4 separate regions of the Mus musculus genome follow, and regions 2, 3 and 4 are each linked to region 1. A link is a contact called in public HiCAR-type, HiChIP or PLAC-seq and promoter capture Hi-C data. All regions are on one chromosome and are shown on one strand. The core of a region is the stretch at or near the end of the contact, and the rest is flanking DNA. Distances in the headings are between cores, read along the strand shown.

Evidence for each region. Promoter capture Hi-C pulls out the DNA fragments that hold promoters and counts their contacts. HiCAR-type assays count read pairs that join an accessible place to other places. HiChIP or PLAC-seq counts read pairs in DNA pulled down with a chosen protein or histone mark.
Region 2: a contact with region 1 is called in a HiCAR-type map of astrocytes, with 2.3 times the contacts expected there. The contact joins the promoter of Vps53 here to the promoter of Slc43a2 in region 1. A contact is called at or near these places in 2 of 39 promoter capture datasets (hippocampal neurons and pre-B cells), 4 of 484 Hi-C or Micro-C datasets (CD4 T cells, the G1E-ER4 cell line, pro-B cells and 1 more), 2 of 115 datasets of contacts at active chromatin or transcription factors (astrocytes and bone marrow-derived macrophages) and 1 of 9 other capture datasets (liver).
Region 3: a contact with region 1 is called in an H3K4me3 HiChIP or PLAC-seq map of the SCID.adh cell line, with 15 read pairs. The contact joins the promoter of Smg6 here to the promoter of Slc43a2 in region 1. A contact is called at or near these places in 4 of 39 promoter capture datasets (the HPC-7 cell line, cranial neural crest, embryonic stem cells and 1 more), 1 of 484 Hi-C or Micro-C datasets (embryonic stem cells), 13 of 115 datasets of contacts at active chromatin or transcription factors (the 230-238 cell line, the SCID.adh cell line, astrocytes and 9 more) and 1 of 9 other capture datasets (liver).
Region 4: a promoter capture Hi-C map of pre-B cells shows a contact between it and region 1, with 2.6 times the contacts expected there. The contact joins the enhancer-like site here to the promoter of Slc43a2 in region 1. A contact is called at or near these places in 6 of 39 promoter capture datasets (3T3-L1-derived adipocytes, the C10 cell line, hematopoietic stem and progenitor cells and 2 more) and 4 of 115 datasets of contacts at active chromatin or transcription factors (astrocytes, embryonic forebrain, embryonic stem cells and 1 more).

What each region holds. Positions count from the first base shown.
Region 1 is chr11:75,528,504-75,534,696 of GRCm38.p6, forward strand. It overlaps Slc43a2 (solute carrier family 43, member 2), which reads left to right and starts at 3,609. Exons shown (of 14, transcript NM_001199283.1): 1 at 3,609-3,911; 2 at 4,085-4,285. The coding sequence starts at 4,126.
Region 2 is chr11:76,177,029-76,183,221 of GRCm38.p6, forward strand. It overlaps Vps53 (VPS53 GARP complex subunit), which reads right to left and starts at 2,610. Exons shown (of 22, transcript NM_026664.4): 1 at 2,385-2,610. The coding sequence starts at 2,471. It also overlaps a transcript of Tlcd3a not described here.
Region 3 is chr11:74,922,331-74,928,523 of GRCm38.p6, forward strand. It overlaps Smg6 (Smg-6 homolog, nonsense mediated mRNA decay factor (C. elegans)), which reads left to right and starts at 3,524. Exons shown (of 19, transcript NM_001002764.2): 1 at 3,524-3,673. The coding sequence starts at 3,586. It overlaps Srr (serine racemase), which reads right to left and starts at 3,618. Exons shown (of 9, transcript NM_013761.5): 1 at 3,289-3,618.
Region 4 is chr11:74,956,300-74,962,492 of GRCm38.p6, forward strand. The region is part of intron 8 of Smg6 (Smg-6 homolog, nonsense mediated mRNA decay factor (C. elegans)); the gene reads left to right. Among named protein-coding and RNA genes, the nearest start is that of Srr, 33 kb to the left of the region's middle. Within about 2 kb of position 3,857, at least 73 of the 459 cell types and tissues checked have an H3K27ac peak or open chromatin away from gene starts, as enhancers often do. A contact at or near this core is called in 3T3-L1-derived adipocytes, hematopoietic stem and progenitor cells, memory CD8 T cells and 1 more, where this site is marked.

The DNA.
Region 1 (6,193 bases), core at 2,359-4,858:
AAACAAACAAACAAAAAACCTAAAGAGTGAGTTTCAGGACAGCCCGGTCTACACAGAGAAACCCTGCCTTTAAAAAAAAAAAAAAAGAAAGAAAGAAAAAGAAAAAAAAAGACCAAATTAGCCAAAAAAAGACCAGGGTCTCACTGGATAACCCAGGTTGGCACTAGCCAGGAACTCTGTGTAGACTGGGCTATGTGCCTGTCTCTTCCTCCTTGGTGCTGAGATTAAATGTGCGCCATCACGCCTGGCTTGGACTCACAATTTCAAATGGGGCAGCAGTCATCCTTCTCTGCTCTCCTCAATCTGACTGGCTTTCTTTACTTTTTGTGTGCGGTACACACATACATATATGTATGTGTATACATACATACATATATGTGTGCTTCTTACACTTTTCCTGGCCTCTCTTCTGATGGCCTATTGAGCCTTGTGTTGTTTTCATGTGGCAAGGCTGTCTTCCTGACTTATTTCTTTAAGACTTGCCAAAAGTCCTGGAAGTCTAGCCTGGGCACTCTCAATTTAAAAAGAAGAAGAATAAAGGCTGAGCTAGCGGGGCCGGATCGAGAAGGAAAATAAATAAATAAGGGCTGGAGAGATGGCTCAGCGGTTAAGAGCACTGGCTGCTCTTCCAGAGGTCCTGAGTTCAATTCCCAGCAACCACATGGTGGCTCACAACCATCTGTAATGGGGTCTGATGCCCTCTTCTGGAGTGTCTAAAGACAGCTTCAGTGTACTTACATATAATAAATAAATCTTTAAAAAAAGAAGAATGAGAAGGAAGAGGAGAAGGAGTGGTAGTTTCATCTCAACAGGACTCAAGGACTTCTTGTTTCATTTGAACAAGCCACCTAGCCCCTCAGTTTTTCATCTGGAATGTAAGGATAACGGCTGTATCCAGGGCAGTTGTAGGGATGGAGTAGTAGCATGCAGTGTAAAAGCACCCAGTGCAAGTTCAGCCATCAGTAAAGGCAGTTATTATTGATCCTATCCAGCACCCTGCGATCTTCTGTCCTTGAACCTGGTGCTTTTCACTTGCTCATGTGTTTTCCTTCCAGGACTCATATTGGGCACCTAGGACTGAGGCATGCCTGCCCCCAAGAAATTCAGAGCCAGCGGGAAATGGGGATACAGATTATAAGGCATTACGGTCAGCAGACAAAGAAAGCAAAAGGCAATATAGAGAGTGGCCAGGGAAGGCTTCCCAGAGGAGGTGCTGCCCAAGGGAGGGTCACTAGCGAGAGCAGCACAAAGCCAGAGCCACAGCAGTTCCCCAGAGGGGAGCATCCAGTGGGAAATGGGGAGGAGGAAGCAGCATGGTCCAGTCAGTTGGGGAACTTGAACTTTATCTTGAAGAACAAGGTAAAGAGTTTCTGCGGGATCTAGCAATAGGTCAGGTTTATCAAGGTCAGGTTTACATTTCCCACAATTCACTGCGGGGTAGATATGTGATGCAGAGATTGATGGATGAGTAGTTGTGTCCCAGGGACAGAAATGGGCAGATAAGATAAACAGGACACCAGGTTATCCTGGTGCAGTGGGGGCAGGGGAGGGGCAAGGCTCACAGTAGATAACATTAACTATTGTGTTAAATGTTTAGTTCACAGTGTCTAACATCATTACATGTTAGTAGCTCAGTAGGGTGCCTTTGAGCCCCCTAGCACGAGGCGGCAGAGGGCAGCCTGGATTACATAGCCAGTTCCAGGATGGCCAGAGCTACATAGTGAGATCCTGTCTCAACACTTCCCCAGACACACACACAGACACACACAATCTGAGGGAGAAGGGGGCACTATTTATTTGAAGAGGGGGAGGGAACATTTTAGATATATGTCTGGAGAAGGTCCTCAAGCAGATTGCTTAGGAAAAGGATTGAAGGGCTTAATCTATTGGCAGATAGTAGGTCCAATTTGGAGCTTATGAGATTTCTGCACAGTAGGTCATCAGGCCCCCAAACCCACCAGCAAGCCTAGACCAAGTCTGGGAGAGCATGCACTAGCAGAATGGCTGGCGAAGGTTCTGGGCACCAGGGGGCGCACTCGAGCTGAGGGAAGCTGAGTCAGGCTGCTGGGGACACCCTTAGCTCTAAAGCAAGCCGGCTCTTGAAGTGTGGAGAATCTGAGGGATACCGAGTGTTTTCTGAGGGGAGGTTAGTGCCTCTCGTCAGGGAGACTCGGACGGACAGCCAAATCTTTCGTGCTGAGGCTCCATTCCACGTCCAAGCAGGTCCTCAGAGCAGCGCAGCTCCGCTGATGATACAGAAAGGACGGAGCTCTTTGGACCCCTAGTGATCTATCGCGCTCTCCAAAGTCAGACTTAGACTAACTAGGTGCTCGGGATTGCTCACAGCATGAAGAAGGGTGGACGAGAAAGTGTGCCAGCCACATGAAAGAGTCGTTTGGGAAAGTGGGAGGGCAGGGCATGCCAAGGTGACCGGCCTGAACACTGACCGGTCTCTGAAGGCACCGAGAAAAGAGGGCGCGGGATGGGGATGGCGACAACTGGAGGACCAGGGGCTCTTAGTCCAAAATCCTGACTACAGACCCTTAAGGGACACCGATTAAAGACCAGGCAGGAGGCACCTGATTCCAGGCAAGGACCCGGTGAGTCGGGAGATCTAGCAGGGATGCGGTAATTATGCCACGACCTGGGTCGGGGTGTTCTGATACCCGTAGACAGCGCCTGGATAGGACAACGGGGGCTAGGCAGCGAGGAGCCCGGACACAAAGCCCAAGGAGCAGGCCGGGAAACAGCACAAAAGGGCGGTAATGGCCTGCGGAGTTGGAGCATCCGGCCCTGGTTCTCTCCGGGCGAGAACGGTGGTCTATACTGCGGGCCGAACCGCACGGTGCTTGGAGCCCAGCTCGCTGTGGACCAAGACTCCCTGAAACGCTGACCCATGAACTTGACAAGGAAGAGGGCAACGAGAAGGGCGTGGGGCGATGCCCGCGGCGGTCACCGGGTCGAGGGGCACTCCAGTTTAACTGGGTAGAGCTGGGCCTGCCCGAGCCGCCCCCCAGCCCCCCCATTCCTCTTGTTTGTCTCCAAGTCCGGCCGGAACCGGCTTCTGCTCGCCGGGGGGCGGGTGGGTAGCTGCTGATTGGCCGACGCCTGTTTCCAGCCCCACTCAGCCAATCAACGGGCGGCAGTGTTTTTCATCTTAGGATAGGAATAAAAGGGCTGGAAATAAAGGGGACAGAAAAGGCGCCGGGCGGGCCCGATACACACTGGTAGGAGCCGGGTGAGCTGGACTCCCAGGATCCGGGTCTCAGACGAGGGTGCGAGAACCTGAAGCCGCTCGCAGGCAGGGGTTGGAGGGAAGGTGCATACTTGTCAGAGGGACGACACCGGGAGGGAGACGTAACGAAAAAGGCCAGGAGGACAGAGGGACGGGATCCGCTTCTATGGAAACGGGCTAATCGCCGGGGTAACAGCCCGACACGGGGGTCGCGCGGTTGGCTCGCGCCGCCGGTTTGAACCGGCTTCGCCTCTCCCATGCGGGGTTCGCGTGGCGGTAGCGCCTAGCGACCTAAACACTAACCAATGGCGCGGCAGTTCCTGTGCGGTCCCGCCAATGAAAGCGCCGTGGGCGGGCCGTTTCGGGGCTCCCTGTGCTGATTTTGTGGTTGAAGGAACAAGCACTAAGGAAGGGTCTCGAGTGCGGGCGGGCGGGAGCCTGTCAGGGTCCCTGGGAGTGGCAGCTCTCAGGTGAGCCTCTGCTCAGGTGACCTTACTACGAGCTGCCTCCCTTTCCGGCCCCCAAAGTGGCTGTTCAGTCTTGCTTGGGATCAGGACCCGCTCCACGTCCTTGAGCATAATTAGCCCTTTTCCAGCTGCCATGCCTCAGTTTACCTCCGAGTGAACTAAGGGAGAAGCCTTTCCTCTTGGCCAGCGGGGCTCCACTGTGGCCTAAGGTAGCGTTACCAGGTAGCTGCGGGTACGGGGTGGCCCAGGTCCCTGACAGGGCTAGGGTTCTTTTCTTTTGCGGCGGGCACCTATAGCCTGGGCTGCAAGGGACTGACAGGCTGTGCGCCAGCGGCTACACGGGTTGGGTAGAGCCACCGCTGAAGCTGAGGTCTGCGCGCAGGTGTCTGCAGAACCGGAGCCCGACCACCGCCACACCGCACCATGGCGCCCACCCTGGCCACTGCCCATCGGCGCCGCTGGTGGATGGCCTGCACCGCTGTGTTGGAAAACCTCCTTTTCTCCGCAGTCCTCCTGGGCTGGGGTTCGCTGCTCATCATGCTCAAGTCCGAGGGCTTTTACTCCTACCTGTGTACGAAGCCAGGTGAGATGGGCGCCTCGGTCGGGGGCAGGTTTCTGGAGTGGGTCTTTGGGAGAGGGCGGTTGGTGGTGAAGATGTAAGCCAGCTATGCCTGCTTGCTGCACAGCGCCTCTAAGTGCCAAAAAGCCCATTTGATCCTCATCCAGCTCTCTGGGTGCGTATCATTATCATCGTCCCTGTTTGTGGATGGAGAAACTGAGGCTGGGACAAGTCTTCCATTTGCCCAAGCTGTAGACTAATAGACTAATAGACTCCTGCGTGCAGTCAGGAACGTTGCTGGCCTTCTGGTCTTCCAGGGCCTGCAGCATTGCTTGCCTTGCAAAAAAAAAAAAAAAAAAAAAAACATGTGTAAGAAAGAGGAACTCTCATAGGCCGGGGTGCAGCAGGAGAGAGGAAGTGGCTTCGCCTCCACCCGAAGGAAGGTTCATCTAGACCTACATGTTTTTAAGTCAGGCCATTATGGAGTCCCCTTAAAGGCTTGCCAAGATAGAATTTCTTGTCTATTTTTGCTGCTTTATGATTCTCCAAAGGCCATTTCCTCTCCTGAACTGTGAGAACATCTCAGTGGCTTTCAAAACATCGTAGGGAGGAAGAGGAAGGGAGACAGTGGTAGAAGGATGCTTAGACTCTCCAGGACAGACTGCAGGCAGGCTGAGGCTGGCCCACACTACCCCCACCCTTCCTTCTGCCACTCCTGTCTTCATACCCTGGTTGCTGTAGGGTCATCAGTGGGGCCGAGTCAGCTGCCATCCTCTCCCCTTCTTAGGCATCCTTGGTAAGAACTGCTTCTTGCCTTTGTCTCTTGTCTCTGCCCCACCCCGTACCCAGGCTTGACTCTGTAGGTCACTGCTGGCATGTCTTTTTTATTTCTAGAGTCCTATTCATTTACTTTTTTACTTTAAATTTTTTCTTACATTTTTTTATTCATTTATGGGGGCCACAGAACTGGATGACTGACAGAGGACTGCTGTCGATGACAGAGGACTGCTGTCGATGACAGAGGACTGCTTTTGGTTGTTGACACTCTTTTTCCACTATGTGAATTTATGAGGTCAAACTCAGGTTGACAGACTTGGTGGCAAGAGGTTCCACGCCCTGAGTGTCATCTCTAAGAAGTGGGCTTGCTATTTATTTTATTTTATTTTCAAAATAGGGTTTCTCTGTGTAGCCCTGTCTGTCCTGGAACTCAACCCCTAGACCAAACTTGCTTCAAACTCAAGGATCTACCTGCCTCTGCCTCTTGAGTCCTGGGATCAAAGTGCACCATTATTGCTGGGCTCTCAAGAATTTTTTTTTCCCTGAGACAAGGTTTCTCTGTGTAGCCTTGGCTGTCCTGGAACTCACTCTGTAGACCAGGCTGGCCTCGAACTCAGAAATCTGCCTGTCTCTGCCTCCTAAATTCTAGGATCAAAGGTGTGCGCCACCACTGCCCGGCTCTAAAAATTTTTTTGTCTGTAAGGTTGTTTGGTCTTTTGTTCTTCACAAAGGATCTTGCTATGTAGCTGAGGCTAGCCTTTAATTTGTAATAATTCCATCTCATTCTCCTAAGTGGTGGGCTGACAAGCCTATACTGCCTCACCCAGCCTCTCATTCTTAGCAGGAAGGGAAAGCCTTGGACCTGCTCCCACTGCCTGGACCCGAGTCAGTTAGTCTTCACTTCCCTTCTCTGATCTGCCCAGAGGATCCTTAGTGTACAGAGCTTAGCAGGAGAGGAGAAAGGTGGGAGAAAGGGAGAGACCAAAGGCCACCTGGGAGAGGGCAGAAAGCCTATCATTTATAACCAACCTTTAGCCTTTAGCACTCAAAAATGTTTCCTAATAGCCTAAGGTTTCTTGGCAGGTCTTTCCCCACATCAGCAAGAAATCTTGAGAGACTGAGAGTCAGACCTTGTTCCCTGACCAAGCTTTCTCT
Region 2 (6,193 bases), core at 1,360-3,859, 650 kb after region 1:
TCACAGCTTCTAGGATGTGGAGGGCAAGCAGAGGCAAAGGCAGTGAGAGGTGGAGCTTAGTCGTTTCTTTTGAAAGTTTAGCATTGCACTTCTGTGCTGCACACCTAAGGTGAGAATACACCACACGTACAAGTGACACATACATGCAATTATAGAATTAATGAAAAGCCCTTTGCAGAGGGAGTGCTGGGAACAGGGCCTGTCATTGTGAGCTGGTATGAGGAAGTGGGTTATTCACTTCCTAACTGCTCCCAGTTTCTTCATTCTTCTCTTCCTGTTCCTGGGTCTAATCCCAGGCATTAACAGATTTCACACAACGCAGCCCTTGACTTAAGCTACTTCATCCGGTGACACCTATAGAGAGAATGCCAGGCCTCAGTGTTGGCAGAAAAATTCTAGATTTACCAAAAGATGTCTAGACACTGTACTGCATGGGCAGTTTAAGGGATTTCAAGGGGACTCATGCACAGGTCACATACACAAAAATACAGTACAAATCTTAAAAGGTTGAGAATTTTTTAAAAAGATTTATTTGTTTTATGTATATGAGTACACTGTAGTTCTCTTCACACACACCAGAAGAAGGCATCAGACCACATTACACATTACAGGTGGTTGTGAGCCACCATGTGGTTGCTGGGAATTGAACTCAGGACCTCTGGAAGAGCAGTCAGTGCTCTTAACCGCTGAGCCATCTCTCCAGCCCAAAGTTGAGAATTTTTGCAATTTGGGTGACACTAAAGAATATCCCTGGGGGCTGGTGAAATGGCTCAGTGGGTAAGAGCACCCGACTGCTCTTCCGAAGGTCCGAAGTTCAAATCCCAGCAACCACATGGTGGCTCACAACCATCTGTAACATGATCTGACGCCCTCTTCTGGAGTGTCTGAAGACAGCTACAGTGTACTTACATATAATAAATAAATCTTTAAAAAAAAAAAAAAAAGAATATCCCTAAGAGTCTTCTCTTCCCAACAAGAAGTTTTTTGTTGACTAAAGTCTCCTGTCAACTATATTAAGATGTATGGTCATAATATTAGAAGTAACTGTGTAGGTTTTTGTAAGGTTTTGTTGATAGAGGGAGAAAGATCTTCCTTAAGGGAACTGACATGGGGTTATAGTGTAAGAAGAAGCACATTAGGAGCTATGGATATTGCTTTGTGGTAAGACACTTATCTCATGTGCCAAGGATTTGTTCAACCTCCAATACTAATAAAAAAGAAAGGAAAGAAAGAGTGTGTCTCATTTAATGGCTATTGGGAAGGTAGCCCAAGTAAAATAATTCTACTACTAATAATTAGCATATATGGACCATTAATACTTTATTTTTTTGTTTTTCAAGACAGGTTTCTCTGTGTATCCCTGGCTGTCCTGGAACTCACTTTGTAGACCAGAGGTTGGGGAGACGTGTGCATGTGTATGTGTGTTTTGTCCAGGAGTAGTTTTCTCCCTCTATTTTGAGGATCCTGGGGAAGAGACTCAGGTCAGCAGGCTTGGTGGCACAGTGCCTTTACCCACTGAACTATCTCACTAGCCCTCAGTCTTTTAGTTATGGTACAGATTTGTCTTAGTTTGCTTTACATTGCTGTGATAACACAGCATGACCAAAAACAACTTGTAAAGTAAATAATTTATTTGGATTACAGGTTATAGTATGTCGTCATCAGGTGAAGCCAAGCCAGGAAATGGAGCAGAAATCACGAAGGAATGTTACTTACTGGCTTGCTTTCCATGGCTTGCTCAGCTTGCTTTTCTATACAATCCAGAACCTGCTGCCCAGGGGTGGTACCTCCCACAGTGGGCTGGGCCATTCTACAGCATCAACCAAGAAAATGCCCCCACAGATTGCCCGTGGGCCAATCTGATGGAAGCAATTCTCAACTGAGGCTTCCTTTTCCCAGATGACTCCAGCGAGTGTCAAGTGCGCGCGCACGCGCACACCAGCACAAGGGTCATTTTCCAGTATGCCGCCCCACAACCCTATTCTGTCATTCGTTTCCGCAATGGAAGTATCCCACTGCCAATTCCAAACCACTCCAAGAGTTTAACCAGAGAAATGGAAGAAGCCGCACTAGCTGGAAAATGAATAGAGTCTTAAAATCAACCATAATCCGAATTCTCTAGTCACGGGGCTCCCTCTAGGTTTATCCTGTCAAAGAGGACAGCTCGGCCCAAACTCAGCAGGGCGTAACAACCTCGGAAACACAGAGCCTAGAGAAGACGTGTTCGGTCCCCAGGCTGAAAAACCCATCCCCACCTTTACCACCATCCAGACTTCCGCTCAGCATAAGAACCGCCACCTTTCCAGCCTAGCAGGGGAGATTCGACCCTGGCCTAGAGCTGCCCCTTCCACCGCAGCTTCCTCCCGAGGGGGTGGAGCGCTCACCTGCTCGATGGCGAGTTGCACCTCTGGCGTGAGCTGCAGCACAGCCTCCAGCTCCTCCACAAACTCCAGTTCCTCCTCCTCCATCATCCCGCCGCTCAGCCCCCGACGCCCTCTCCAATCCTGCTCGCGACCTGTCTGTCACCAGGACCCCAGAAGAGCAAGCCTCCAGGTACGGGGCTCGAGGGAGCCGCTACTTACTCGGCTAGCCTGGCACTTCCGGAGAACTGGGCACTTCCGGGAACCGGGGGACTCTGGGATAGCGGAGGACTGACTTCCGCAGGCATGGCTGTCAAGTCCCTGGAAAATCTCCAGACAACCCTTAACCTCAAGTTCCCTGTTCGCACGCGGCGGGTTCTTAAGATTGAAAGCCCTCTCTTCTTCGCCCAGGGCGCATCCCCCACCAGCGCCGTAGTGTCGCCCGGGCGCCCCAGAGAGCGGTAGCCACGGCAGTGTCCCAATGGATGGGCAATAAGCCCCGCTGGCCATGAAGCCAACGTGCAACCCGCTCGCTGGATCCCCTTGGTCTAGGGCAGTCTGTGTCCCCCTGCCATCGGGAGTGAAATGACCCCAGCTGGTAAGTGGCAGTGTTGCCAAAGACATTTGAGGTTTGGGAGAGCTTCTGCTCCTTAGATAAGGATCTACTGGGCAGAATTGTCTGAAGCCTCCTCGCTAGGGTGGGGAGTAAGGAGAAAAGCGACCCAACGCTGGGAAGTGTTTGGTTTTTGAGACCGAATGTCCGGGCTGTACATCCTTATTTACACCCTTGATAACCTTATGATCTTGAACAAAGTATTCCCATCTGCCCTGCTTACACTACGTTAGATGGGGTGACATTAAATATGGAAGTATTATGCAAACTTAGGCAGGTAGTACAGGAAATGTTAGGGTGTTTAGCCGCGTACATTACAAAAAGAGGAGCCAGATAGCCCTGTGGAACCGCTTTTCCAGCAGGCACTGGAACAATGATGGAATTGCAGCCAAGGGAAGGGTTGCCTTACCAGTTCAACATTGTGAAAACCTCGACAGAGGAGTATCTGGCCCTGCTGAACTTTTTTTTTTTTTTCCGTACATATAGTTTTATAAAAATTGCTTCAGGAATAATATAATTTGCTTTTTTTTTTTTAGTTTTTAAAAAACATTATAGTTTTAGGAATGGAATTTTATTGTTGTTTTAGTTTGCCCCCCAAAAATGTGTGAGTAGTATAAGTTTTAGCAACAGCAACAAAAGAATGCTTTAAAATATAATTGCAGGAGGACTGTGAGAGACATCAAGATGGCTCAGCCAGTAGAGCATTTGCCCTCAAGCCTGATGCTTGAATTCATCCATCGAACCCACATGTTGATAAGAGAGTTCTAACTTCCACAAGTTACCCTCTAACCTCCACACATATATTATTGACTCATAAAAGTATTATTTTGACAATTATTTAATGACATAGCGATATATGCACAGTGTATTTCAGAAAGCAGAATATTTATTTCTGAGAGCAAAATTGGCTGGGTGTGATGGTACAAGCCTATAATCCCAACACTTGGAAGGTGAAGAGTAGGTGGATAAGGAAAATGTACTGTCTCAACCAAAAGCAAATGACAGGGAAATATATTTTTTCTTTATTTTCCCACACATCTACAATCAACATATGGTACTTTTTTTTGTGTTTGTTTGTTTGTTTGTTTGTTTTTCAAGACAGGGTTTCTCTGTGTAGCCTTGGCTGTCCTGGAACTCACTCTGTAGACCAGGCTGGCCTCGAACTCAGAAATCTGCCTGCCTCTGCCTCCCAAGTGCTGGGACTAAAGGCATGCGCCACCACTGCCCAGCTTTTTTTTTTTTTTTTCTCCATATGGTACTTTTATTATCAGAAACCATAGGTGCTGTCTGGATGTGGTGGCACATGCCTATAAATACCAGGATTCTGGGACCTGAAGCAGAAAGATGGAGAGTTTGAGGCTAGCTGGACTATGTAATGAAATTCTGTCTTAAAAATCAAAAAACAAAGGCTGGCAAGATAGCTGAGCCATTAAAGATGCTTGTTGTTCTTCCAGAGGATCCAGGACTTAAGTTCAGTTTCCAGCACCTTCATTGAGCAGCTGGCCACCGTGGAACTCCAGCTCCAAGGCATCAGACATCCCCTCCAGGAACACCCACACACAAGATGCACATATACATAATTTAAAAATAAAGGGGACAGAGAGATGGCTCAGCAGTTAAGAGCACTGGCTGATCTCCCGGACGACCTGGATTCAATTCCCAGCACCCACATGGTGGCTTACATCAGTCTGTAACTCCAGTTCCAAGGGAGCCAGCACCCTTTTATAGCTTCCTTGGACACCAGGCATGCACACGGTCTACACATATACATACAGGCAAAACACCCATACACGAAGAATTAAGAGATAAAAATAAGGTAAAGCTGAAAGGTGAAAGCGGGGTAGAGTGAGAGGAGAGAGAGAGAGAGAGAGAGAGAGAGAGAGAGAGGAAAGCATGTGTATCATTCTTGAAGGAACAGGAATGTGCAGTTTTATCGTGCCTTATTTTTCTATTTTAAATTAGATAGAATTTGCATGCAGTGAGATTAGCCGTTTCCGGTTTCCAGTGCTGTACATGAGCTTTGATAAATGCATGTTGTCATCGTGTCAGCACAGCACAGTCCGGCGGAGACACTTCCATCATCCCCTCCTTCACACCCACTCTATTGTCTGCAAATCACTGGCTGAGTTTTCCAGAATGTCATATAAATTCTCCAGGAATGGAGTCCTACAGCATGTCACCTTTTGACTCTTGTCTTCTCTCACTTAGCATCGTGGATCTGTGATTCATCTGTGTTATTATTTGTGCCATCAGTTTGTTTCTTGCTCCGTTGATTTGTCTATCTACTAGGTGATTTGGAAAACATCCGAGTTGTTTTAAATTCTGAGACGTTGTGAATAAAGCTGCTATAAACGTTCCTGTCTAAAGTTTTCTGTAAGTTTTTCATTCGCTTAAGTGTATGCCTAGGAGTAAGATTGCTAAGTGGTATGGTCTGTCTGTGTTTACAATTATAAGGAAGGGTGTTATTTTCACATTCCTACTGACAGTGTCTAAGAGTTTCAGATACTCAGAGTTTCCTTTTAATGGTGATAATAGCTAATGTTTCCTAATGCTTGCTATATGTCATGTACATACCAAGCATACTACAGCCTTGACTCTTAATCCACAAAGCAGTTCCAGAGTTTAATTACCATAATCCCAATTTAACAGATGAGAGAATGGAGAGCTGGTTCAAACAAACCAAGCACCCTAGACCCTCTGGCTTCTGTTGCTCCTTCACTCAATTAATAAATGTATTCAACACCTGTTCCTGCTGATGACAGGCACCTATGCTCGGTGCTGAATTCAGCAAAGAACCAGATACATCAAACGCCTGTCATCACATCTAACTTCATGTAAGGAGATGGCATTCATACAATAAAGATGTAATCGTGATAAGTCCCAAGCTAGGTCAGGACAGTGCACACTGAGAGAGTGTGGGTGCGGAATGCCCCTGGGGAAGCTTTCTCCAAGAGAGTGATTTTTAAGCTGAAGCAATTCGGAAGAGAAGGCATGACAAACCCAAGTAACAATATGTGCAGAGCCATAGGGAAGAAAAGACTTGAAAAGAGTTTTGAAAGTCAAGAGCAGAGGTTGGAGTAGAGGCTAAAGAACTGGGTGGAGCCAGCTCCTTAGTGTTGAGAGCTGTCCTAGGGAAATGGATAGCCTTTGAAAGACTGGAGGCGAGGAGTGGTGACCTAGGCTCACTGCTGTCATGGCCCTCTGGGTTTTTTTCTCTGTG
Region 3 (6,193 bases), core at 2,274-4,773, 610 kb before region 1:
ACTGTCAGCATTGAATTAAGTTGGCCATGACTGTCCTAGGGGAGTTTTCTTGTTTAAAATTATTTTTCCTTCTTTTAAAAAAATGAAAGTTAGCCAGGCGTGGTGGCACATGCCTTTAATCCCAGCACTTGGGAAGCAGAGGCAAGCGGATTTCTGAGTTCGAGGCCAGCCTGGTCTACAGAGTGAGTTCAGGACAGCCAGGGCTACACAGAAAAACCCTGTCTTGAAAAAACAAAAAAACAAAAAAATGAAAGTCACGGGGCTGGAGAGATTGCTCAGATTAAGAGCAAGCACAGCACGCTCTGGGAGAGAACAGGAATTCAGTTCCCACATCAGGTGGCTCATAACTGCCTCGAACTCTAGCTCCAGGGGGAATTCAATGCCTTTTGGTTTCCACAGGCACCTGCACTCATGTGTATGTATGCATACACAGACTCATACATATAATTAAAAATGAGACAAGTTATTAAAAAATGACAGACTGGGAAATAAACAAAGGAATAAATAAATAAAAGTTGGGGCTAGAGACACAACTCATTCAATAGGGTGCTTGTCCAGCATATTCAATCTTTGCATTCAATCCCCAGCAAAAACTTCAACCTGGCACATCAGGATAGATCCACATCTGTAATGCCATCATTTAGGAGATGGAGGCAAGAGCATTACAAGTTCAAAGTTATCCTTGGTTACATAATGACTTCAAAACCAGTCTGGATACAACAGACTTTTAAGCTCAACAAAAGAAAACAAAATGAAACCAGGTCTTCAACTGGATATGTAACCAAGGATACCCTTGAATTTCTAATTCTTCCCCTTGTACTTTGCAAGGGCTGGGATTACAGGCTTCTGCCACCATAACGACCCAGTGTATGTGGTGCTGGGGACCCTTTTTTTTTTTTTTTTTTTTTTTTGGAGAAAGGGTCTCATGCAATCCAGATTGGCTTGGAACATAGCCAAGGATGACCTTAACCTCTCAATTCTTGATTTTCTTGCTTCATTTCCCAAGTGTTGCCTGCACTCCTTGTATGTACAGCAAGGCTAACTGGGAACTCTTGTATCTTCTTGCCTTAGCATCCAGAGTCATGGGGTTAGGGATGTTTGATACCATACCCAGCTTCAAGTTAGGGTTTAAAAAAAAAAATCCGGGGGCTGGAGAGATGGCTTAGCGGGTAAGAGCACTGATTGCTCTTCCCAAGGTCCTGAGTTCAAATCCCAGCAACCACATGGTGGCTCACAACCATCCACAATGAGATCTGACGCCCTCTTCTGGTGTGTCTGAAGACAGATACAGTGTACTTATGTATAATAATAAATAAATCTTTAAAAAAATGTAAAAAATCCTATTGTTGGGCTGGAGAGATGGCTCAGCAGTTAAGAGCACTGACTGCTCTTCCAGAGGTCCTGAGTTCAATTCCCAGCAATCACAAGGTGGCTCACAACCATCTGTAATGGGATCTGATGCCCTCTTCTTGTGTGTCTGAAGACAGCAACAGTGTACTATACATTAATGTACAGTGTATATACATTAAATGAACAAATAAATTTTAAAAAACCCTGTTGTTAGTGTTTTTTAGACAGGTGTTACTATATAGCTCTAGTTGGCCTGGAACTCACTATGTAGACCAAACTGTCCTCTTGCCTGTGTATTTTTGGTGCTGGGCATGTGCTACCATGTCTGGCTTATGTTTTGGAGATAGAGTCTACATGTTCTTTGGTTTAGCTTTAAACTCAATGGACTCAATGGTGGAACACAGCCTTAAAGTTTGATCTTCCTCCCAAGTGCTAGAGTTACAGCATGTGCTATCATGCCAGGAGCACAAAGCAGGTTTTTTTTGTTTTGTTTTGTTTTTAAAGATTTATTTATTTACTGTATGTGGGTACACTGTAGCTGTAGGTTCTGAGCCTTCATGTGGTTGCTGGGAATTTTAGGACCTTTGGATCAACTCTGCTTGCTCTGGTAGGACCAGCTCTCTCTAGTCAACTCCTCTCACTCCAGACGCACCAGAAGAGGGCGCCAGATCTCATTACAGATGGTTGTGAGCCACGTGGTTTCTGGAATTTGAACTCAGGACCTTTGGTCCTGAGCAGGTCAGTGCTCTTACCCGCTGAGTCATCTTGCCAGCCCCAGCAAAGCAGTTTTTATATTTCCTATTCCTCTCAAATCTTTTGACAAAAACTGCCATTTGTTCTGGCCACTCTAATTAATTATACCCATTCATTTGAGCTGTTGACTATTTCTCAGTCATTGTCTTTCTCTCTCTCTCTCTCTCTCTTTTTTGGTTTTTCGAGACAGGGTTTTTCTGTATAGCCCTGGCTGTCCTGGAACTCACTTTGTAGACCAGGATGGCCTCGAACTCAGAAATCCGCCTGCCTCTGCCGGCCCCTCCTCCCCCAGTGCGGGATTAAAGGCGTGCGCCCGGCATTTTTCTCTTTTGATGGTGAAATATCTGTCACATAACAGGAACTGTATGAGTACTATCAAATATTTTATACTATGATCAAGGCATAACTGGTTATTACTTTTTGAGGTCTAAAGGGTCAATGACTGTGTGAGACAGGGAAGAAGGAAAGACTGGAGAAAGGCAGTCTTTGGATAGGAAGTTTCTCCACCCCACCGTTTCTAATAGGAGTTAATGGTCAATGAGCTTAAAGTACCCATCTTCTAGTCTAATTAACTTTTTGCTTCCTTTTTGGGGGACAAGGTCTTCTAATATGTTGCCTTGATTAGCCTCAAATGTGCTATGTTGCCCAGGCTTGAACTTGCAATGCTCCCACCACAGCCTTTGAAGTACCGTGAATATAAGAATGAGCTATTTTTACCAGCATCAGTAAAAATTTAAAGATGTAAAGATGGGAGAATTGACTTGAGTACTAAAAAAGTAATTTTAAAAAATTCTCAATGCTAACAGTAATTCCCAGATCGAATAATTTCCTTCTTTTTTTACCTCCACACAACGACCTCCAGCAAGTCTTAGGGATGAACTGTCATAGACTTTAGTACTCTGGTACAATCAAACGATACACGGAGCAATTTACTTCTTCCACTCTCTGAGATTCCGTTTACCAGTAATGGGGATAATAATAAAAGATATTTAAACTCCACAATCCAGGCCTACGGTAAGGAGACTTCGGCCTAAAATGATCGGAGGAGGCCGGGTTGTAGGATGTCTCCGTCAATCCGAGCCCCAGATCAAAAGCAGTGTCCTCGGTGGTCACCGCAGCAATACTGGCATCCCTAGACCCGAATGCCCACCTGACATGGGCGAGTCACACCTGGCTGCGCCTCACCTCGCCTCCAGAGCGCTGCGCCTCCACCTCCGAGCCTCGGCGGACCGTCCTAGCTTTACACCTCTGCGCACGCGCACACGCCGTCTCCGCGGCCGATTCGCCCGCTCCGGCAAGGCCCTAGTTGAACGTGCTGAATGCTTTTGCTCCCAGTGCGGCCACCGTCGTTTGGGGAGGGCAGGCAGGAGGGGGGCGGGGAAAAGGGTGGGAGTGGGTGAGCGCGCGCCGCCCGTCCGTCGTGGTTTCCTGGCTGCGCGCGGCGGTGGCCGAGTCGCCGCAGCTGTAGCAGCCGCCGCGAAGATGGCGGAGGGGTTGGAGCGTGTGCGGATCTCCGCATCGGAACTGCGAGGGATCCTGGCCACTCTGGCTCCGCAGGCCGGGAGCAGAGGTGAGTTGCGCCGCCCAGCTGCTGGGCCGGGCCTGCCCGCCCCGCCTCCCTCTCCTCTGCCTCCTCCCCGCCCCGTCCGCGGCGCTCCGAACCCCCGCCCCTTCCCCAACAGTGCGCCCGGGCCTGCGGCGGCCCCTGGGAGACAGCGAGGCTGTCGCTCCGCTCCCTCGGGCCCTCGGGGCAGAGCCCAAGCGCGAGTTTCAGCCTCCGCCCTCTTGCTCGGCGCGGCGCCGTGGTTGTTCTCCGGTGCCCTAACCCTCTCACGCCAGCGCCTGAGTTCCAGTCCGGAGGAGACACGAACTGGCTTGGGTGCTAGGGTCCGGTAGAGGCCCCGAGACGTATTGTTCCCAAAAGAATAGTCTGTGTATGTGTACCTTTCCGTAGTCCTCCGTTCCGCGTCGGAGAGGAGGAGCTGGGGAAATTGAGGAGAAAGGCTTAACAGGCTAGGACTTCCTTTGCTGAACTTACCCCCCCCCCCCACCCCCCAAGGCTGGTTTCTAGTGCTAGGCCACTGGAGGGATCCAGGACCTCAGAGAGCTGACTCGGTTTTGTTTTGGTCTTGGCGTGTGTGGGAGCAGTTGTGATCAGAGAGAATGCTTAATTTGCCAGTCTCCATTCGCATCAGAAAAGCGCGAGAAATATTTTGGTGTCTGGTCTCCTTCATTAGCCAGTGTTGCTTAGGATGACAGTTACAGAAGATACCTTCTCTAGGATTGTGGCTAGAATTTGTGAGGTTGGTTTTTATTGGCCAACTGAATTGGATTAACCAGGCTGTTTTCTCTCTCTCCTCTGGAAAATAGTAGTCACCACCTCTCCTGGCTCCGCCCCAAAACTAAGTTTAAAAGTTTACTCAGGGTGCTGAGGTTAAACGGCTTTATCTTGGTTCACATTTGGTGGAGAAGCTAAACTTTTGCCAAGGCAGCAGTATCTTTTATTTTGTGTTTGTTTTTCTTTTGAGACAAAGTCTCACCTTGTAGCCAATACTGGCCTTGAATTTACTGTGTAACCCAACCTGGCCTTGAGTTTGGATACTTTTCCTGACTGAAGCCTTCAGAGTGCTGGAATTATATGCATATGCCACCATACCCAACTTTCAAGTCAGAAACCTAAAATTTTAGTTTCGCCCCCACCCCATCCCCCAAACAAAAGTGGGTATAGATGCAGGTGTATAAATACTTGGCTACCAGCTTGTTTGCATTTGTATATACATTATAATTCTGTACTAGGATTTTATATAACTTGAGTACTGGATAATATTCTCACTAGTTCCTGTCACTTATGAACTGTTTAGTAGGTATTTTTAGTAGTCTCTCCACTGTAAGCAACAGATACTTACAAAAAAAAAGCTGTTTGCTACTCAGTGGAGCTTGGAGAGTGGTTTATAAAGTCCTCTCCTCCTCCTCCTCTTCCTCTTTTCCTTTGTTGAGACAGAGTCTCATATAGTCCAAGTAAGCTTCAAACTCTGTGGCCTTGAACTCTTGATCTTGCTGTCACTCCCCAAGTGCTGGGATTTGGAGGCATGGATTTGGCTGGGCTCTACTGTTCTTGAGTCCTTTGGTCCTTTGAGAGCGTGTCACAATTCGCCCATTGGTGCCTAGGAAAAGCTCCTCTAGTGGAACTTTTTTTTTTCTTCTTATATTCTATCATCATAGTAGCAGTTAGTCTCAGTATTCTAATGACATAGTCTAGGCAGTATTTTCATGAAATGATTCTGTTGGTTGTTGTTAGAGAGTTGGTGAGGATGAATGGTGTTGAAGATTGTAAAAGGAATTGCTTAATATTTGATTCAGTAGGAGGTATGTGATTGGGGTGTTGGTATCCTAAAGTTGTAGATTTGTTGTGATCAAGTTCACACACTGAAGTTGAAGATAGTTTCCCAGAGATATCTAGGACTGAGGCTTGCTATGCATGCCACTCTAATATGTGTATGTATGTGTAGATATATGTTTACATATGTAATATAATAAGTAAATAATGGTGTAATATACGATACATATATACCAGTAAATATGTTTATGCGATGCTGGGGGCTGCCCCTAGTGGCCTCCTATATATGAGACAGATACACTGGGCTACATTTCTTTCTCCTAATATGATAACCTAGAAATATTACAGACAGGAGAAATGCTAACCAGATGTGATATACACTCTTGTAATCCAGAACTTGGATGGCTGAGGCAGGAGGACTGAATTTGAGGTCTCTCTGGAATATCTATGGTGAGACTGTGACTCAAGAAAGGAAGGAAGGAAGGAAGAGGGGCTCAGCAGGTAAGAGCACTGACTGCTCTTTTGGAAGTCCTGAGCTCAATTCCCAGCAACCACATGATGGCTCACAACCATCTGTAATGAGATCCAAAGCCCTCTTCTGGTGTGTCTGAAGACAGCTACAGTGTGTTCATATACATAAAATAAAAGAGAAGAAAAGAAAGAAGGGGTAGACTTACAGGTTGTGTAGACAGAATAATTTAATGCCTGAACATGTTAGAGATCTTTGATTCTGAAATAATGAACTAGTTTGGG
Region 4 (6,193 bases), core at 2,607-5,106, 570 kb before region 1:
AGTGTGTTCTGCTCTTCCACAAAGTTGGGATTAAAGGAGAGCACACCACAGCTAGCCTGACAAAAGTTTTCTGAATTTAAACATAACTTGTATCTTTTTCTGCCAATTGTTCAAGAAAGTTGCCAATAGCTTGGAATTATTAGGACAAAGCTTTTTTCCCCCTCATTAAGATTTTTGTTGTTGTTTTAAATTTTTTTAAGGTTATGAGCCAGGCCTGGTGGCTCCCATCTCTAATCCTTGTAAACTCAGGAGGCTCAGGCAACAGTAAGGTCACTGCAGTGTTGAGGTCAGCCTGGTTACAGTGTGATGCCTCTTTCACAAAACAACCCCCCCCCCCCAAACTCCCAAACCAAGTCAGTAAATGAATGTTGTGGATGATAATTTTTTTTTTTTTTCCGAGACAGGGTTTCTCTGTGTAGCCCTGTTGGCTGTCCTGGAACTTACTTTGTAGACCAGGCTGGCCTCGAACTCAGAAATCGGCCTACCTCTGCCTCCTGAGTGCTGGGATTAAAGGTGTGCACCACCACTGCCCTGCCCAGCGTGGATCATAAATTTTAACCACCCAGAGGGAACCATTATTTTTATTTATTTGTTTACTTGCTTATTTGTTTGTTTTGTTTTTGGAGACAGGGTTTCTCTTTGGATCCCCAGCGGTCCTGGAACTCATCCTATAGACTAGACTGGCCTTGAAACTCATAAAGATCTGTCTGCCCCTGCCTTCTAATTGCTGGGATTAAAAGCTACCATTGCTGGGAGAGAACCATTATTTTTAAAAGTTATTTTAAGTTATGTATCTGTCTCTGTTGTTCCTATGTGTACATGAATATAGGTGCCTGTCTAGGCCAAAAGAGGATGTTGGATCCCCTGGAGCTGGAGTTACAGGAAGTTGTGAGCTGCCTAACATGGGTACTAGTAATTGAACCCATGTCCTCTGGTAGATCAAGCAAGCTCTTTTAACTTTGAACCAAATCTCCAGTCCCCCATGCCTAAATGTTAACAGTCTGATTGGGAAACTGGTATTCCCATTTCCTTAGATTGGCCCAGTTATCACTTTTTTCCAGCTTTATCAAGCAGAAGTATAAAGTGCCACAGTTAATGTTCCGGGGGAAGAGCATCCTTCCTGTCATGGAAGAGAAACTTCTCCAGCCACACAATAGGAAAGCATAAGTCCAGGCAAGGTCAGCCATATAAGAGGTCAGTTGTCATAGAAGGTTATGTACTGTGATTCATAGCTGTAATCCAACTGTTTAGGAGGATTCTTCTTAGTGTGAGGTAAGCTGGAGTATGTACATAGCGTAAAATCTCACTCAACGTAAAATTAAAATGCTTGCCTTGCATATTGATAGAAAACAGTTGAGTTTTATTTGCCTATCTCATGAGGAAGCATCTTGAACTAACATAGTATTATAATTAGTATGACATGGATTAATTTGAGGCCTGTTCTGCATGACTCTGGCTTTGGTTTGGAAGCTGGGTTCTAAGTGGAGAGGAGACCTCTTTAGACTCCTACAGAGTTCTGACCTCCATTTGTTTGCTTTTGATGCTTAGTCCAAACCAGTTGCGAGTCAGAGGCCTTGTCTCCTAACCATGTGCTTTATTGCTGAGCTGACCCAGCTGCCTTAATCTCTTAAAATATCTTAATCAAAATGTATGGCTTCTGTAGTACATAGACTAAAATTGGAGTGATGCTGAGATTAGCATGATGCCTGTGCAAATATACCAATTTCATGAATTTCATAATATAATTTTAATATTGTGGCTTTTAAGTCTTTCAGAATTTCATTCATGTGTGCAACATATTTTGACTATATTCTCCCTCTATTCTCTTTCTCCAAGTCCCAGGGTTCCTCCCAGGGTTCTCCCTTTATATCTCCCCCCAATTTCATGTCTTCTTTTTTTAATTTTATTGAGTCTAATTAGTACTACCCATAGGTGCATAGCTGTGAGCTATCTATTGGTGAATAGACCACCAGCCACAGTCCCAAAGAACTCTCCCAGTAGCCACAGTTCCATATTTATTAAAATAAGTAAGTAGGTAATATATTATATATACATATACAATTTTTAGTCACCTTCCTTTCTCCTCCTCTTGTTATCACTAAACTTGGGAGAGCTTTCTGTGAATAATTTCTTTCAAATCAAGTGTATCTCTCAAGAGCCTGGTTTTTTAGTAACTTTGATTAATTTTCTTTAGTATCTTACATGTCAAAGTCAGGTAATATAGAGGTTATTTAAGAGTCTGGGCTTTGAAAATCTCTGATTTTAAGTCCTAATTTTATTAGCTGTTATCTCTGAGGTCTGAGGCCCAGTCCATAACTGGCTGAACTTCAGCCTCCTCATCTGAAACATGGCAGTAATGATAATGTCACTTCCCAAGGTTTGAAAGTAATAGTTTTTGCTTGAAAATTTGCGGATCTGGCTTGGATGTTTTGTGCTTTTTAAAGAACCAGCCATAGTACAGAGTTCTGAATTTATTTTCTTTCTTTCTTTCTCTCTTTCTCTCTTTCTTTCTTTCTTTCTTTCTTTCTTTCTTTCTTTCTTTCTTTCTTTCTTTCTTTCTCTTTTTTGTTTTTTGAGACAGGGTTTCTCTGTGTAGCCCTGGCCGTCCTGGAACTCACTCTGTAGACCAGGCTGGCCTCGAACTCAGAAATCCTCTGCCTCCCAAATGCTGGGATTAAAGGTGTGGGCCACCATGCCTGGCTGAATTTTCTTGTTTTTAAATTTTTAAAAAATTATACAGATGACATTTTTTCTTCAGACCCATCATTTCTCTCACTTTTCAGTGTCCCTTGTACAGTTGTGTGCTAAACTGCTGCTGCCGCTGCTGCCACTGCCATAATGTTAAAGAAAGCTGCTGTGTGGGTGGCACACAGGCATTGCCCTCCCCCTCCCAGCCACCCAGGACAACTATAGGTCAGAGCCTTAGGTTTGAAGCCTGGTCATATGGTACATCAGGTCATATGGTACATTTTGGAGTGCATTCTAGTTGTTGGGCATAGATCATGGTAAATTAAGTTTGCAGTTTCAGAACTCCTGTCAGGATGAAGGAGCAGAACCAGTGTTTACCCTCATTTCCTCTGGACAGTGTAGAATGTTAGAGAAAAATTTCATCTCTGGGTTTGCTAGTAAGCAGATGTTTCATGTCTGATAACCCAGTTTCTTTGTTGCTCTGTAATTATGTGATCCTGGTAGAGAAAGACGAATTGTTGGTTTCCTGGGTGTAAGGATTGCATGTTTGGTTGGCTTTGGTCCTTTTGTTTGTTTTGTTTTATTTTCATCAGGGTTGCCGTGAGTTGATTTCATGTCAGTTCCCATTTCACTTTTCTAGTTTGTAGTGTGAACCTCATGTTCTACTCCTTCACCTCAGAATCAAGTTTTAAAGTTGCTTCATGAGTGGAGATTAGGCAATAAGCCTGCGAGAGTTCATGGCAGCCTCCTTCCTATAGGACAAGGCTGCAGGTTGGCTCTGCTTTTCATAGGCTCTAGGAACAGTTCAGCTAGACTGCTGTTAAAGTTATAAGCAGGATTGGAGGTTTTCAAAGGATATAAACTGCTTTGTGTGGAGCAGCTCCTAACAAATCAGGCCTAAAGGCAGCCTCCTAGACTGTTGGACTGTGGGGCTGAGGTCTTTGTTTCTGTGGTTGACTGCAGTGAAGTTTCTCAGAGCATACTGGCCCTACCTTCAGACCTGTGGCAGCCCTTATGACCTCGGTCACCAAACCACTTCAGGGCTTTATTTTTATCCTGGCCTTTGGTTTTAAGATAGGAGGTTGGTTTTTTTCCTCTAAAGTTCTCTGGGGAAGAAACAGTGCCAGGGTGCAGTAGAGGCTGGTTAAACACCAAAACCACACTCTTCGTGTTTCTGGGCTTGAGACGTGACATAAGCTGTGCCACAAACACCAGCTTCCACGCTATGAAGAAGCTTCCGTTCATTCGCTTGTTTTGTACTTTTAGACAAGTAAAATGGTGTAGGAGGCAAATGTGCCCCTTCCCAGACACCACTAGATAGAATGCTAAGAGGGGACATTTTAAAAATCCAGCATTTTCCAACTTTAGTTTTTTCATCTTCTCCAAGGGTAATGGTGAGAACTCTCACAACTTACTAGGTCTCAGGAAGCCAGATTACCAACATATCCTGTTCGCGTGCATGTGTGTGTTCTGTTACCCACAGGCCACTTTCCACCCCACATGACCTTCAGTTACCATCCGGAAAGTCGGACCCAGATACCAGTCAGAATTTCCAAGCTTTGGTTTAATTTAGACATTTTAGAAATAGTAATGACAGTAATTGTAAAGAGAAGTCACTTGAGTAACATACAGAACAAGTATAAACAATACATCCTGAAGGAGGAAGGAGTGAGGTGGTGCGCTTTTCCAGTAATGTGCTTAAAAGTTAGCATTCAGGCCGGGTGGTACGCACGCCTTTAATCCCAGCACTCGGGAGGCAGAGGCAGGCGGATTTCTAAGTTCGAGGCCAGCCTGGTCTACAGAGTGAGTTCCAGGACAGCCAGGGCTACATAGAGAAACCCTGTCTCGAAAACCAAAAAAAAAAAAAAAAAGAATAAAAGAAAAAAAAAGCATTCAGAAGAAAACATGAAGCAGCTAAAATGTTCAGAGGAAGAGAAAGTAATCAGAGAACAATTTGGTTACAAATCAAACACATTTTTAAATTTTGGGGTCTTAATTTAAATTACTTTTTTATTTTTCCATTTCGTGTGTGTGTGTGCTCGCGTGCCTATGGAGGTCCAAGAACATCTTCTGGGAGTTGGTCTCTCTTTTTGTCACGTGGGTCCCAGGGATTGAACTCAGGTTGTCAGGCTTAGGGCAAGCCTTTGTCTGCTAACCTGTCTTCCCAGCCCCAATTCTTAGGTATTTAAACTTTTGTTATTTAAAAAGTATTTTTAGAGATTTAAAAAAATTATTTGTAGTTGTGCATATATGGGTATGGATATATATATATATATATATATATATATGTATATATATACATATATGTACACACACACACACACACACACACACACACACACACACGATGAGTCCAGATGCTGGCGAGGCCAAGAGGTATCAACGATCCTGGAACTGGAGGTGTAGGAAGTTATTAACTGCCAAATATGGGTGCTGGGAACCAAATTTGGGTCTTAACATCTGAGCCATTTCTCTAGTCCCATTAAATATTTTTAAATGAATTTTATGTGTATGGGCATTTTGTTTGAATGGCCAGAATAGGGCATCAGAGTGTCTGGAACTGGAATTACACACTCGTGTGAGCCACCAAGTGGATGATAGGATCTAAACCTAGGTTGTCAATAGCCAGTAGTCTTAAGTGTGAAACCAGTTATTATATATATTATTGACAGATCATGGTCACACATGCCTTTAATTTTGCCAATACAGAGGCAGAAGCAGGCAGATCTTTATGAGTTCAAGGCCAGCCTGGTCTTTGTATCAAGTTCCAGGCCATCCAAGTATACACGATGAGACCCTGTTTCAACAAAGAAATACACATTATATTATGTATATTATTTTATCGAAGTTGTTCATAACATAGTACTATACTTTATTTTACTTTTTTAAAGATTATTTGAACACAGAGATCTGCCACCATGCCCAACACATCTTTATTATTAATTTGTATGTGTGAGTAGCATAGGGGTGTGTGTTTGTGTGTGTGTATTTGCAAGGGTGCTACTTGTCCTGCCACTTTCCATCTTAATCTTTTATGGTTTCTCTGTAAACATGAAGCCCATATTTTATTAGTCAGCAAGCCCTAGTGCCCTCCTGTTTTCTTTCTTTCTATCACTTGGGCTACAGACATTTACAGGCTCATGCTCAGCATGTTATGTGGGTACAGACATGAGTGTGACCTTTGGTCCTTAGACTTTACAGGAAACACTTTTACCCAGTGAGTCTTCTCTTATCTCATTGCTTGATCCAGATGAAGTTGTTTATGCTGTCCATGCTAGTTTTAAATTAGTTTAAAATTCAGGCTTCCCCCAACCACCAATTCTTTCCTCACTGTCCTAGAAGCTGGGAGGGATCAAAGCAGTTAAGGTTGAGGGCCTTCTTATAAGACACTGCTAATGAAGGTTTTCGCACTCTTGTGATCACATAATCCTGTGTGTTTGCCACTTCAGGATCCATATCATTCCTGGCACTACCAGCTAAGTGCCATTAGTGATCCCCTCATATT